Regions from separate parts of the Rattus norvegicus genome. Here region 1 is linked to region 2. Evidence: chromatin contacts called from public Hi-C data. All regions are on one chromosome and are shown on one strand. The core of a region is the stretch at or near the end of the contact, and the rest is flanking DNA. Distances in the headings are between cores, read along the strand shown. Region 1 holds the start of Adtrp (androgen-dependent TFPI-regulating protein). Region 2 holds the start of Edn1 (endothelin 1).

What was found. Hi-C and Micro-C count contacts between places; a contact is called where the count stands out from the background.
Region 1: a contact with region 2 is called in a Hi-C map of liver, with 4 times the contacts expected there. The contact joins the promoter of Adtrp here to the promoter of Edn1 in region 2. A contact is called at or near these places in 2 of 12 Hi-C or Micro-C datasets (kidney and liver).

What each region holds. Positions count from the first base shown.
Region 1 is chr17:23,133,599-23,139,449 of GRCr8, forward strand. Adtrp (androgen-dependent TFPI-regulating protein) reads left to right here and starts at 2,211. Exons shown (of 7, transcript NM_001395610.1): 1 at 2,211-2,384; 2 at 2,961-3,222. The coding sequence starts at 3,070.
Region 2 is chr17:22,664,395-22,670,863 of GRCr8, forward strand. Edn1 (endothelin 1) reads right to left here and starts at 2,293. Exons shown (of 5, transcript NM_012548.2): 1 at 2,041-2,293; 2 at 208-376. The coding sequence starts at 2,104.

The DNA.
Region 1 (5,851 bases), core at 961-3,460, 470 kb after region 2:
TGTTCTCCATTACATTATAATGGAAACCTCAACTCCTTAGGAGTAATCATGGTCTCTTTTCATTTTTCTCCCATTCAATGGAGACAAGAGGACTCTGAGAGTTCACTGACCACCCAGTCTAGCCTAATACATGAGTTCCAGGCCAAATGAGAGACCTTGACCCAAATCAGGTAGGTATGTTTCTAGAACAGCGGTTCTCAACCTTCCTAATGCGGTGACCTTTTAATGCGTTCCTCATGTTCTGGTGACCCCCCACCCCACCCCCTGACCACAAAATTGTTTTTATTAAATTATATTTAATTACTTCATAACTGTACTTTTGCTGCTTTTATGAATCATAAGATAAATATCTGGTATGCCAGACACCTGATATATGACCACTGTGAAAGGGTTCTTTGACCCAACCCCCAAAAGGGATCACAACCCACAGGTTGAAAACCATTGTTCTAAAGGATGGCATTTAAGATTGTCCTCTGGGGGTTGGGAATTTAGCTCAGTGGTAGAGCGCTTGCCTAGCAAGCGCAAGGCCCTGGGTTCGGTCCCCAGCTCCGAAAAAAAGAAAAAGAAAAAAAAAATAGATTGTCCTCTGGTCTCCAACACACATGTGTACAAATGGAGATACCCTGTGTACACAAGTGTAGTTCCCCGCAACACACATTTAAAAAGTTTACAATCGTCCTTAAGTACAGGAGTTCTGGGACAACCTGGGTCTATTTCACAAATTAAAAACCAACAGCAGCAGCAACAACAAAAAATCAGATAAATCAACAACAAAAGTGGCAAAAACTCCACCTGATGTCATTGCTGGGGACAGATATGAAATGAAAGCGGCTCTGGTCATTCATCCAGGGATATTTATCGTTGAGGGCTGGTCTGTTGCTATGTATTGTAATGCTAAACCCTGGCTTACCTTAGGGAAAGTCTCACGTGCTCCAAATGATGCCATGTAACTTTGCCCTCCCAAGTATTTCTGATTGGTCAATGTCCTAGCCAGGGTTTCTATTCCTGCACAAAACATCAGGACCAAGAAGCAAGTTGGGGAGGAAAGGGTTTATTCAACTTACACTTCCTCATTGCTTCGTCACCAAAGGAAGTCAGGACAGGAACTCACACAGGGCAGGAACTTGGAGGCAGGAGCTGATGCAGGGGCCATGGATTGCTTTCCCTGGCTTGCTCAGCTTGCTTTCTTATAGAACCCAGAACTACCAGCCCAGGGATAGCACCACCCACAATGAGCCCTCACACCCTTGATCACTAATTGAGAAAATGCCTTACAACTGGGTCTCATGAAGGCATTTCCTCAACCGGGGCTCCTTTCTCTGTGATAATTCCAGCCTGTGTCAAGTTGACACACAAAATCAACAAGTACAGTCAATAAAGATGCCCACAGTCTATAGCTGGGCATGTCATTTTGGCCCTAACATCGTTATGATCTTTAGTGTTCAGAGAACCAACATTAGTAAACCGCTCAGAGCCATGCTTAGCCACAGTGCTGGAGAAGCAGGAGACACTATTGTTATTTGCAGTTTTAGCCCTAGCCAGCATTGCTTCCATGTCCTGGATTGCTCTCTCCGTAGTGAATGGTTTTCTGTTTTAAGTGTGTGTGCCTTTGCCAAATTCATAGAGTGAAATCCTAACTCTCTGAGTTGATGATATTAGTCACAGGTACGGCTATAGACAAGTCCTGGGGACATAAAGACAGAGCCTTCTCAGGATTCTGGCCCCAAAGGTGCCCAAAGGAACTGTTCTGTTTCTTTCCCATGAGAGGTCATGGTGACAGGATTATCTGTGTTAAGTAGAAAACAAACCCTTACCAGACACCAAACTTGCCAGCACCCCGGTCTTAAAAATGCTAGCCTCTAAAAATAGGATAAATAAAATTTCTTGTTTATAAGCGTACAACTGTGTAATATTTTGGTACAACATTTCCGACAGACTGGGAAGCGGTTACCCTGCAGGCCTGCTGGCTCAGGGCCACTGTCCTCCTCCGGCCTATGAGTCTGAATGTTTGGTCCAGTTGACTTTTCAGAGGGAGAGAGTCATGTTCTGGCTTTATTTGGGTTCCCATAGCTCCTTATGGCTCTCTCTCTCAGTTCTTCTAAGCCCTGGGGAAATGGTGAATAACGTCAACTGCAGACTTCCCTAATGCCTCCAGGGGCATTTCTCAAAGAATTTGCTCACCCCTCCGAGTTGCCCAGGGAAACAAACCAGTGATGTCACAAGGCATGACGCTTGCAGTTCTCCTTAAGTCCCCTTCTGCACAGGTGGAGGTAGGGACCTGTCCTTTTCTCTCCCAATCCAATTATGTCTTGTACTCCCCAGCGCAGTACAGAGGCCCTTGCTACCCCTGACATATACCCACGACCAACCATGTCTACACTCAGGTATGATGGCTTGCCAGCGGTGGATGTCTCTCTCCTTATGCTTCTTCCCTCCGGGAACAAATGCAGGGCGGATGAAATGTCTGGACACCTTTCTGTAGTGTAAGGGGAGCGGGCAGACCCAGACTCCTTTGAGCCTGTTCTCAGAGGATCAAAGGCTTTTCTCAAGCTTGAAAAGGCCTCAGAGATTTCACAAGTAGAATGACTACACCCTATTTCCTTTCTTCCGGCTATAAACACATCCAAGTCTGTACTTCCTGGTTTAAAAGGACCCTCCCCTTCTTTGCTGGGACGCTGTTGCTACCTAACTCTGACCTTTCAGCCAAATGAAAAAAGAACAGAGGCATGACCTTTTACCTAGATGGCATCTGTAACCGGTTCTTTAGCAGGCTAAGCCCTCTGTTCAAAGTGCAACTTCCTTGCTCTCCTCAAAGCCCTGTTTTGAAATGGGTGCAAACTGTCAAGTTATCTAAACGTGGATATCTCTGAATTCCGTACTTGTGAGGAAAGGTGCCTCAGAGCGAAGCAAAGTCCAGCCTGTGTTGAAATGCTCATCCCCAGAGGGCTTTGTTTCTGCAGCTCCGGTGTGAACAGAGTGCAGCTGTGACTCCCAGGACCGAGTGAGAGCAGAGCAGGTACACCGCCACCACCTTCGTCGTCGTCGTCATCGTTCTGATCCACGGAAACCATGACGAAAACAACTACTTGCTTGTATCACTTCGTTGTTTTGAACTGGTACATTTTCCTCAATTATTACATCCCACAGATTGGAAAGGATGAGGAGAAACTAAAGGAATTCCATGACGGTGGACGGTCCAAGTACTTGACACTCCTGAATCTGGTAAGTTCATTTCTCCACGTCTAGAACCGAGTTCTGATCACTAACGGGAGAGTTTTCCCACACACCACTTTACTGAGCACAAGCCCCCCACCCCCGTACGTCTTCCTTCTTCATGATTGGTGAGTTTTGGGCTTCCCCTGATCACTAGTAATTTGGAGACTCTCCGTAGCTCCTGGGGTGTCTAACTATTAAATACTCTTTTACAAAGACTCTTGGAGCCCAACTAGGGGACCACAGGCTTGAGTACAAAACACAGGAGAGATTTTTGAACCTTGCTCGGGAACGTCTGTGAGAAGAAGGCAGTGTCGAATGTTGAGTAGGAAGTGTGACTCCCAGTGGAGGAGTAATGTTATTTGACAGCACACACCGACTCACAGATTTATCCAAGAAAAGCAAACACATTTTGCCACCTTCCTCTCCCACCATGATTTTTTATAGGCTCAAGTTTCATCTGAGAGGAGAGATCACCCGAGCCAACAGCCAGTGCACAGTTTCAGCTATTACAGATAAAGCAAAGTGAAAACCAAACTTATAGCTTAATTCCCTGATGTCTTCCTAACCTGGCTGACCTTGTGCTAATGGACAAAGTCTGGATGAGTTGAAGAAAACTGCCTTGAAAAAAGTATTTTAGGGGGCTGGAGAGATGGCTCAGCGGTTGAGAGCGCTGACTGCTCTTCCAGAGGTCCTGAGTTCAATTCCCAGCAACCATGTGGTGGCTCACAACCATCTGTAATGGGATCTTGGTGCCCTCTACTGGCATATGGGCATATATTCAGGCAGAACATTCATAATAAATAAATAAATAAATAAATAAATAAATAAATAAACAAACAAATAAATTAAATAAATAAATCTTTTTTAAAAAGTATTTTAGGAATATACTTTTAAAGTTAAAAACTAAAAATGGAACATCCTTCAGACATGAGGATTGACATCTGAATTTTTGTTGTTGTTGCTAAAATACACAGTTCTGCAGGGTGGTGGTGGTGGTAGCCATTAACCCCTGCAGAGGCAGGAACAGAGGTGCAGAGGGGCAGAGGGGCAGAGGGACAGAGGGGCAGAGGGGCAGAAGGGCTGAGGGAAAGAGGGGCAGAGGGGCAGAGGGGCAGAGGGGCAGAGGGGCAGAGGGGCAGAGGGGCAGAGGGGCAGAGGGGCAGAGGGGCAGAGGGGCAGAGGCAGAGGATCTCTGAGTTTGAGACCAGCCTGGTCTACAGAGTGAGTTCCAGGATAGACAGAGGTATACATAGAAACTTGTCTCAAAAATCAAAAATAGGTAAATAAATAAATAAATTAGTAAATGTAAATTTAAAATAAAATATACCCAGTTGTAAAATTACCTGGTGTCAGGAAGCTGCAAAATATTTCCTGTTCTCAAGATTTATTTTTATTTTGACTTTATGGGCATGAGAGTTTTTCTTGCATCGCCTATGTGCATGTGTCTCCCATATGTGTGCCTGGTGCCTGTGGAGGCCAGAAGGGGGCGCCAGATCTCCCGGTACTAGAGTTAGAGGTGAGCTGTCAAGTGGGTGCTGGGTTCTGTGAAAGAGCAGAACGGTACCCTCAGCTGCTGCCCTGTTATCTCTCAGGCCCCGGAATCAGAATGTGTGAATCCCTCAGAATCTTCAGAACCACAATCCTCATTTTGCGACCAGAGCCGAAGCATGGTCAGAAAGGATGGCGAGGTGCTGAAATGTCAGGCTGGAGATGTGGAGCTCAGGTTGAAGAGCCCCCTTGAGGCCCTATCCCCTTCCCTCTGGCCTTGTGCTCTCCTCTGGGTATTAGCCTGGATAGTTTAAGCTCTGGACACAGCTCTCTTGTGCTAGAAAGTGTCAAGGTGACTGTTTCCGTCTTGAGATTTTTATGAGGGAAAAAGTTGACTCATTAAAAAAGAAAACAAAGACTGATTTTGTGGTGTTCTAAGAGCACTATACATATAAAACCATGAGGTATTTTTAATCTCCGTTGCATAAACTGGGGGTGACTTTAATCTACTAATCAAAGGCAGGCTCCTCTCTGGGCATTCTATTTCCTGTAACTCTGCAACAGGACAGATTGATCACAAAGCTCCATAAGCCACCTCCCTGACCTCTTCAGGCTTCTGATGTCACATATTCTGTCTCCTGGCAAAAAGAAAAAAAATTATAATACTTTCATCTATTTTGTGTGCATGTATGTATGTGTGTATGTGTTAGGGTCACAATGCATGGGTCGAGGTCAGAGGAGTCAGCTCTCTCCTTCCACCGTCTGGGCCCTGAGCTTGAACTCAGGAAGTCAGGGCGAGCAGCAATCATCTACCTCGTGAGCGTCTCCTGGGCCCAAATCTTATTCCAGTGTCATTCCCTTTTTTGCCTTCCTGGTGAATTAGCCATCAAATCACATCCCATTGGCTTTTCCTTCCGTTGGACGCACCTCTCCCTCCCCAAACTTCCTGCTGTCTCCTTCCTAATTCTGATTACTTTGCATCAGAGGACTACCACACTACCCTGTCCTTTCCTATCCAGAGATCTGCCCATCCAATACTCAGATCCCAGGTTAATCTTCCAGAGCTCTTTCTCTCCTCTCTCTCTCTCTCTCTCTCTCTCTCTCTCTCTCTCTCTCTTGAATTCCTTTAAACAATGTGGCCTCTTTG
Region 2 (6,469 bases), core at 1,043-3,542:
GCCTCTCAGAAGACCCTCTCCTACATGGCTACCACTAAGCTCATCTGTCTCAGTCAGCACTGTTCCCCCTGGGAGGCACGTTTTTGCCTTCAGAAATGCAAAAGCCCAGAAACCTCCCAGAACAGAAACCCCAGCTGGGTCTCCCAGCTCCAGAAAGCCCCAGCAGTAAGAGGATGGCTAGGACTACAATGCCCTCTAGAGACTCACTCGGGAGTGTTGACCCAGATGATGTCCAGGTGGCAGAAGTAGACACACTCCTTGTCCATCAAGGAGGAGCAGGAGCAACGCTTGGACCTGCGGGGTCTCCAGGATGTGCTGGGAGGGGGGCTCTGCACTTCCTTCTCAGCTCGGGGGCTGAGCTCTGCTCCCAAGACAGCTGTGAAGAGAACAGAGGGTCGGGTTAGTAGGAATCTCTCTTCAGGCGTCCAGAGCAAGCACCTGCATCCAAGTATTCAGGCCAGATCTAGCAGCGCAAATAGAAGCAGACAAGGCATAAAACTGCCTTTAGCCAGAAACACAAACAGAAAGAAAGAGACTTCTTTGTTCTCCGTGCTTAACAGGACTTCACCCTTACCCTGGCTGGCTTATCCAACCTGCAGGGAGATTACACACACACACACACACACACACACACACACACAGAGAGAGAGAGAGAGAGAGAGAGAGAGAGAGAGAGAGAGACAGAGACAGAGACAGAGAGAGAGAGAGACAGAGAGAGAGAGAGAGAGAGAGAGAGAGAGAGAGAGAGAAACAGCTAGGAAAGGACTCTTCCAGTCTTCTGAAGACGCTTCAAAATGGAATTTTGAGGAAGTCCATACCTGAGACTTAGACTAGCACAACTCCCATAGATTAAGCTGGCTGGTGGCCACAAGTAAATAAGACAGACCGTCTATTCCTAGCAGCCTTGGAGCCACGTTCCCAACTCAGGATAACCTCCTTAGGGGTACCCACCCCATTCCAGCTCGTGTAGGGGCACAGAATGATCTAGGTTGCATATGGGTGCCTTTTTATGTTAGGCAGAAAGCAAGAACTTCCAGAAAATGCCTGGACACCGAAGAGAAACTGACTTTACAACAGTCACTGCAGGTGGGAGATAAGTGGCCACTCAAGGAAGAGAAGGTACAGCTCAGGGGAGCCAGGGAAGTACTCTGGGTTCAGAATCCTGGGGCCGCACAGCTTGCGTGGGACTTGACACCTCCCTCTGGCCCAACACAGCATCGCTAGCCTCTTTCAATTGACCATTTGGTCGTGCATTTTCTCTTCCCAATTTTGTTCATTTCAAACGATCAGACACATTCCAGGATTTTCATCCCTTTGACAACCTCTCTCTTTGCTTAGGGTCAGGTGAAGACAAAAAGAAGGCACTGACCCTAAAAAAACAGGATGGGAGGAGAAAGAACCAGAAGCGGCCCATACTGTCTAATTCCTTAATCAGGCAGGAATGATCCCGGCTCCCTTCCCAGGACAGGTGAATACTACTGAAATAGAGCTCAGGCTGTTTGAGGATGCCAAAAACCTGCCAAATGAAACCTTAAGTCAATAGTGACAAATTTTAAAGAAAGCATGTGCTTCGCCCTGAAACCGCCTGCGGGGTTACTCAGCGCACGGTTGATCGGCAGGTGATTTCACTGCTCACGTTGTGCCTGCATGACCTGAATAAAATTCCTTGGCTTTAAGCTGGAGTGTTTTAGTATTTTACACATTAGCACACTATCAAGACAGCGTTTGAATAAGCTCCTAAATGCACCATGCAACCCTAAACACACGTATTTCAAATATATCCTTGCCTCAGCTGTAGCCACTCAGCGATACGGCTACAACGTTATTTTAAAGCTATGTGATACTCGGTTGTAGTCAGTTGTATTCAAACAGGAGTTTTATTCCTTTCGCTGGCACACAGAAGTAATTGCAAGGCACTTGCTGCTCCAGCTTCAGTAATTTAAAAAAAAAAAAAAAAGGACAGAAAGAAAAAAGAAAAGTGGAAAACAGAAGCGAGAACGGCGTTGCGCTGAAGCAGAAAGATTCGCAAGTGGCACCTACCTGTTTCTGGAGCTCCTTGGAAAGCCACAAACAGCAGAGAGAAGATCACGGGAAAATAATCCATTCTGCAAAGGGATCAGAAGAAGAGGAGGGAAAAAAAGAAAAAAAAAAGAAAGAAAGAAAACTCGGTTGCAAATGGAACTCAATGCAAAACGAAGAGGACGGTGTCTGGTTGCTCTGATCGCCTCTGGCTTTTGGAGATCTCAGCGCGGTCTTCAAAAAGTGGCCCCTTCACCGGAGCGAAAGCGTCGCGGGCAGCCCGGGAGGCAGCGCTCGAGGACAAGCGGAGCAGACCCAGTCAGGCTCTCAGCGCCAGTGCTGGAACGCGTCTGGCTCGGACAGCTCTCCGCCGGGCTTTTTATATTGAACCCCTATAGAGTGGGGGTAAACAGCTCCGACTTTATTCCAGCCCTAAACAATGTTATTGTGTGATTAGTCACCCACAGGCAACGTGCAGCCGGAGATAAGACCCGGCTCTAGAGGAAATCACGGCTAACTTCAGAGGCAGACGCCCGCCGTCTGACAATCCAGGGGCAGGGCTAAGAAAAAGAAAACACCCACTGGACAGAGACCTCTGCAAAACCTGCACCGAGCGGCAGCCCGCTTCCCCTTTTGCTAGCTGCCAGCCCCAGAGTTCAAGAATCAAGAGGTTCTCCAGAAGAAAAGTCACCCCATTGGAATGAAAAGTATGAAGTACAATTAAATAGATTGTATTGTGCGCGCGGGGGGTGGGGTGGGGGTGGGGCTGATCATTGTTCACTTGATTTTCCTTTTATGTCTTTCTGATTTCTTAGTTGGATTCAAACCAGGGGAGGATCCCCCTCTTCGTTCTTCACTCCCTGCTACTTGGGGTGGGGGCGGGAGGAAGACCAGATTATTTAGGGAGATCAGCTTACTTTTCCAAACTCCCCCAAGTCTTTTTTAAACTGAAGTTCTTCGCAACGGAGGTGCGAAGGATTCCGTCAGGAGCTAGCAAGGAGGGAAAACTAAGGAACAATGATAACAACAGCAATATGGTTTCGTCAGGCACATCCTAGTATCGCCGATCAGAAGGACCCCCCCACTCTCTCCCCCCTCCAAAATTTCCTGTGCCCAGCCTCTCCCTGGGAATTGCACCCCCCACCCCCCCCCACCCCCCGCGCGCGCGCGCGCTATCGGGAAGAATCTTGAGAAATGGCAGGAACGAACACCAGGGGGAGACGAAGAGCTGCAGGGGCTTGTGCTTTAGTAAGATAAAACAATTAAAGCCTTGGCTTCTAAATGATTAGCAACAAGCCGCGGCCGGGCAGAGAAGGGCGCCTCACAGACGAAAGGAGAGGTGACTTCAGGGCATTCCATTATTCCCTTCCCTGACTTCCCAGTCTCCTCCGCCCCACTTTGCTTGCACACTGGGGCGAACCAGTGTCCTGTGCCTGATTAGGAAGCTACAGGGAGAGCGTGGGGAGGGGAGGACTGCCTATGCTGACTGAGTAAGTGGATCAGATCATACCTCACCGTTTAATAACGTGTTTACGTTTTCCAAACAGTTTCCTGTCTATTTTGCCATGAAATGCTCCCTCCCCCGGGTGCCCATGGGTTATTAAGGTACAAGTGACAACATGTCTTCATGAATAAAGCAAAACACACATAAAGCACATTGACTTTTTCAATAAGCTTCACTTTTCAAGGGAGGAAGAGGGAGGACCCCCCAGAATGCCCAAAAGCTGGAAACAACACGCGGGATCCACTCAATGGTTTCCCTATAAAGGATCTAAATCAAGATGTGAGGATGCCACCGCAAAGGTCCCTCTTTCATCCCTCTTGTTCTACTCCGATTTTCCCTGGGAGTAGATGCCAAGAGAGACTCACTTCTAACACGGGACCCACACAGGGACCCACCCCACGCAACTATTCATTTAGCTCTTCAACTCTACAATCAAAAGGCAGATTTGATAGCGATTCCCAAGCTGTGGACAGGGACATGCTTAGGCCTAGTGAGCTCTCTGGAAATCTCGGTAGGGGAGACAACACAGCAGCAGCTTTAGGTCACTGAGAACTCTGTCCCTTAGGAGACTCTGTACTAAGAGCTGGAGACATTGGAGAAGCAGGAACCAGCAACCCTCCCACACCCACACCCGAGGCCCAGGGCCACTGGTAAGCTTCTGCCTCTGCTTTGCTTACCTCAGACCTACCCCGGAGGGTGGGGGCCAGGAGGTGACAGCTACCCCTAGAACTGGGCCCCAACAGGAAGCCAGCTCATCCCACCCCAGCTCCTCAGGGGACCTGGAGGAGAGGAGAGCTGATGTCACCTACCCAAAGTCCAAGCTTCCCACCGGCAGGGGAAAGGTGGCTGGGAAATGTACACCCCACCCCCACCGCTTTCTGACCTCCTGGCCAATCTGACCAAACTCTGGCAACTATCAGGACCAACCTGTCCTCAGCTCCGCCCCGGAAATGCCCAACCCAGTTCTCGAAGGCATCCTCCAGTGTCTAGCCTGGGCCATCATTCTTCAGCTGGGGGACCTCTGGAGATACCGGTGGCCCCAGCATCAAGGAAAGAAGGGAAGCAAACATGTTTTTCTACTGCCCATTCTCTTGTTGCCTACCCATACCACCCTGAACATGTGCTCGAAAATCAAATGTAAACTCTGGCGGCCATCCACTCGGACTCTCTTCTTCTAAAGCTCAGCGAGAGGAAACCGCAAATAAAAACCGAGATCGTAGCCCCGGGAGGGTCCCATCTTTCCAGGTCTACCTTTTATGTTTTGTCCCGAGTTCCCTAGGCCTCTGTGTGTTTATGCATCATGTACATGTCTGTGCACCTATGTCCCTTTTTTATGTGCTTGGGACTAAGGGTAGGCTCTGCCTCTCTACCCATCTCTCCATCTCTGTCCCTTACAGCAGCCCCCTACCCCGCTTTTCTTCCCATGAAAGGAAGGAGGAATCCTCACTCAAGCCCAGAGAGGGAAGCTCTAGGCTACACTAGGCAGCTTCACCAGATAAAATTTTGCCAAGTAGCAGGGGGAGGAGAAAGGAAGGCGGCAAACCAGTCTGACAAGCTCGATGGTCCCACCCACCTCCACTTAAGGTATTACTATTAGAGAGGCTAAAGACCAGAAGAACGGCATAAACATGCACAAAAGTTTTATAACTAGGGGTGGGGGCTGCCTTCCCGGAGTCCATCCCACTTTTCAAAACAGTCCCCAGGGGAACGCTCGTTGCAGCCCATCACCCTGAAGAGTGGCAAGGAAGATGGGTTTTTCCTGTCACACAACAGCTCCCTGTTGGCCTTCTTGTTCCTGCTTAAGATGTACCCTTGAAATGCGGGGAAAACTGTCTGATAAAGCTGTTTTTATGTTTTTCTTTTCTGTATCTTTGGCTGCATATTAATAGATAGCTATAAATAAAACAGCCTGAGCCTCAAATACAGAGACTACACAGTAGCAGAGTGTACTGTTTTTAGCACTCCTCGACTTTGGTCTTTCTCAGCTTTTGCGTAACGAAACTTGCAACTTTGCCAAGCCAATAAATTTAGAGTGAGATGTTGCATTTTGCTCAGGGAAGAGAAGAGCCGACTGCCCAACAATGAGTGGAAATTAACTTATTTGTGGGCAAGGTGAAGCTATGCAGACACTGAGCCTGCTTTAATCCTGTGGTGACTGTGCTATGTACAATGAAATGCCATACATTACAGTCATTGTGCATTGTGCCCTGGCCACACGGCATGCACGTGGGAGCTGTGAGTAGACAAAGTGTCTTTCTCCCTTTAATCCAAAAAAAAAAAAAAAAAAAGTTAATATCCCACCGGAAATGAGATAGCCCGAATCAAGTTATCCAATGCATTAAAAAAAATTACGAAGTATGTCTTATATTTAGTTTAAAAGGTTGTGTTCAGACTTTCTGACCTGTTATTCCGAAGTTCAGTCACCAGGAAATCTCTTTCATATGTTGTTTTATTTGTTTGTTTTGTTTGTTTGCTTTGCCGCATTTGTGTGACATGGGTAGATGTTTTAAAAATATTTTATTGTTAGCAAAATTGCTTCTCTTACATGAATAATTTTAGAACGTGTGTGTTTATGGGCTTCATTTATGTGCATGTATGGGTAGAGGATAGAGTTGGTATTTAGTGTCTTTCTAGGTCACTCTCCACATTATTCATTATTGACCCACGGTCATTCATTGAACCTAGGTCTCACCCTTTGGCTAGGCCGACTGGTCAGTAAGGCTCCAGGACCTACCTGTCTCTGACCCTCAGAGCTAAGGTTACAAGCACAAACCTCCAAGCCTAGTCACCACAGGAATGCTGAGAAACCCTAACTCTGTCCTTATGCTTCAAACTACAAGCACTTTACCGACTGATTCATTTCCAAGGCCAGAGAATTTTTATACCACTTATGCTATGCTTAGTAATAATACATATGATGCTATGGTTTCATGCATATGGAATATT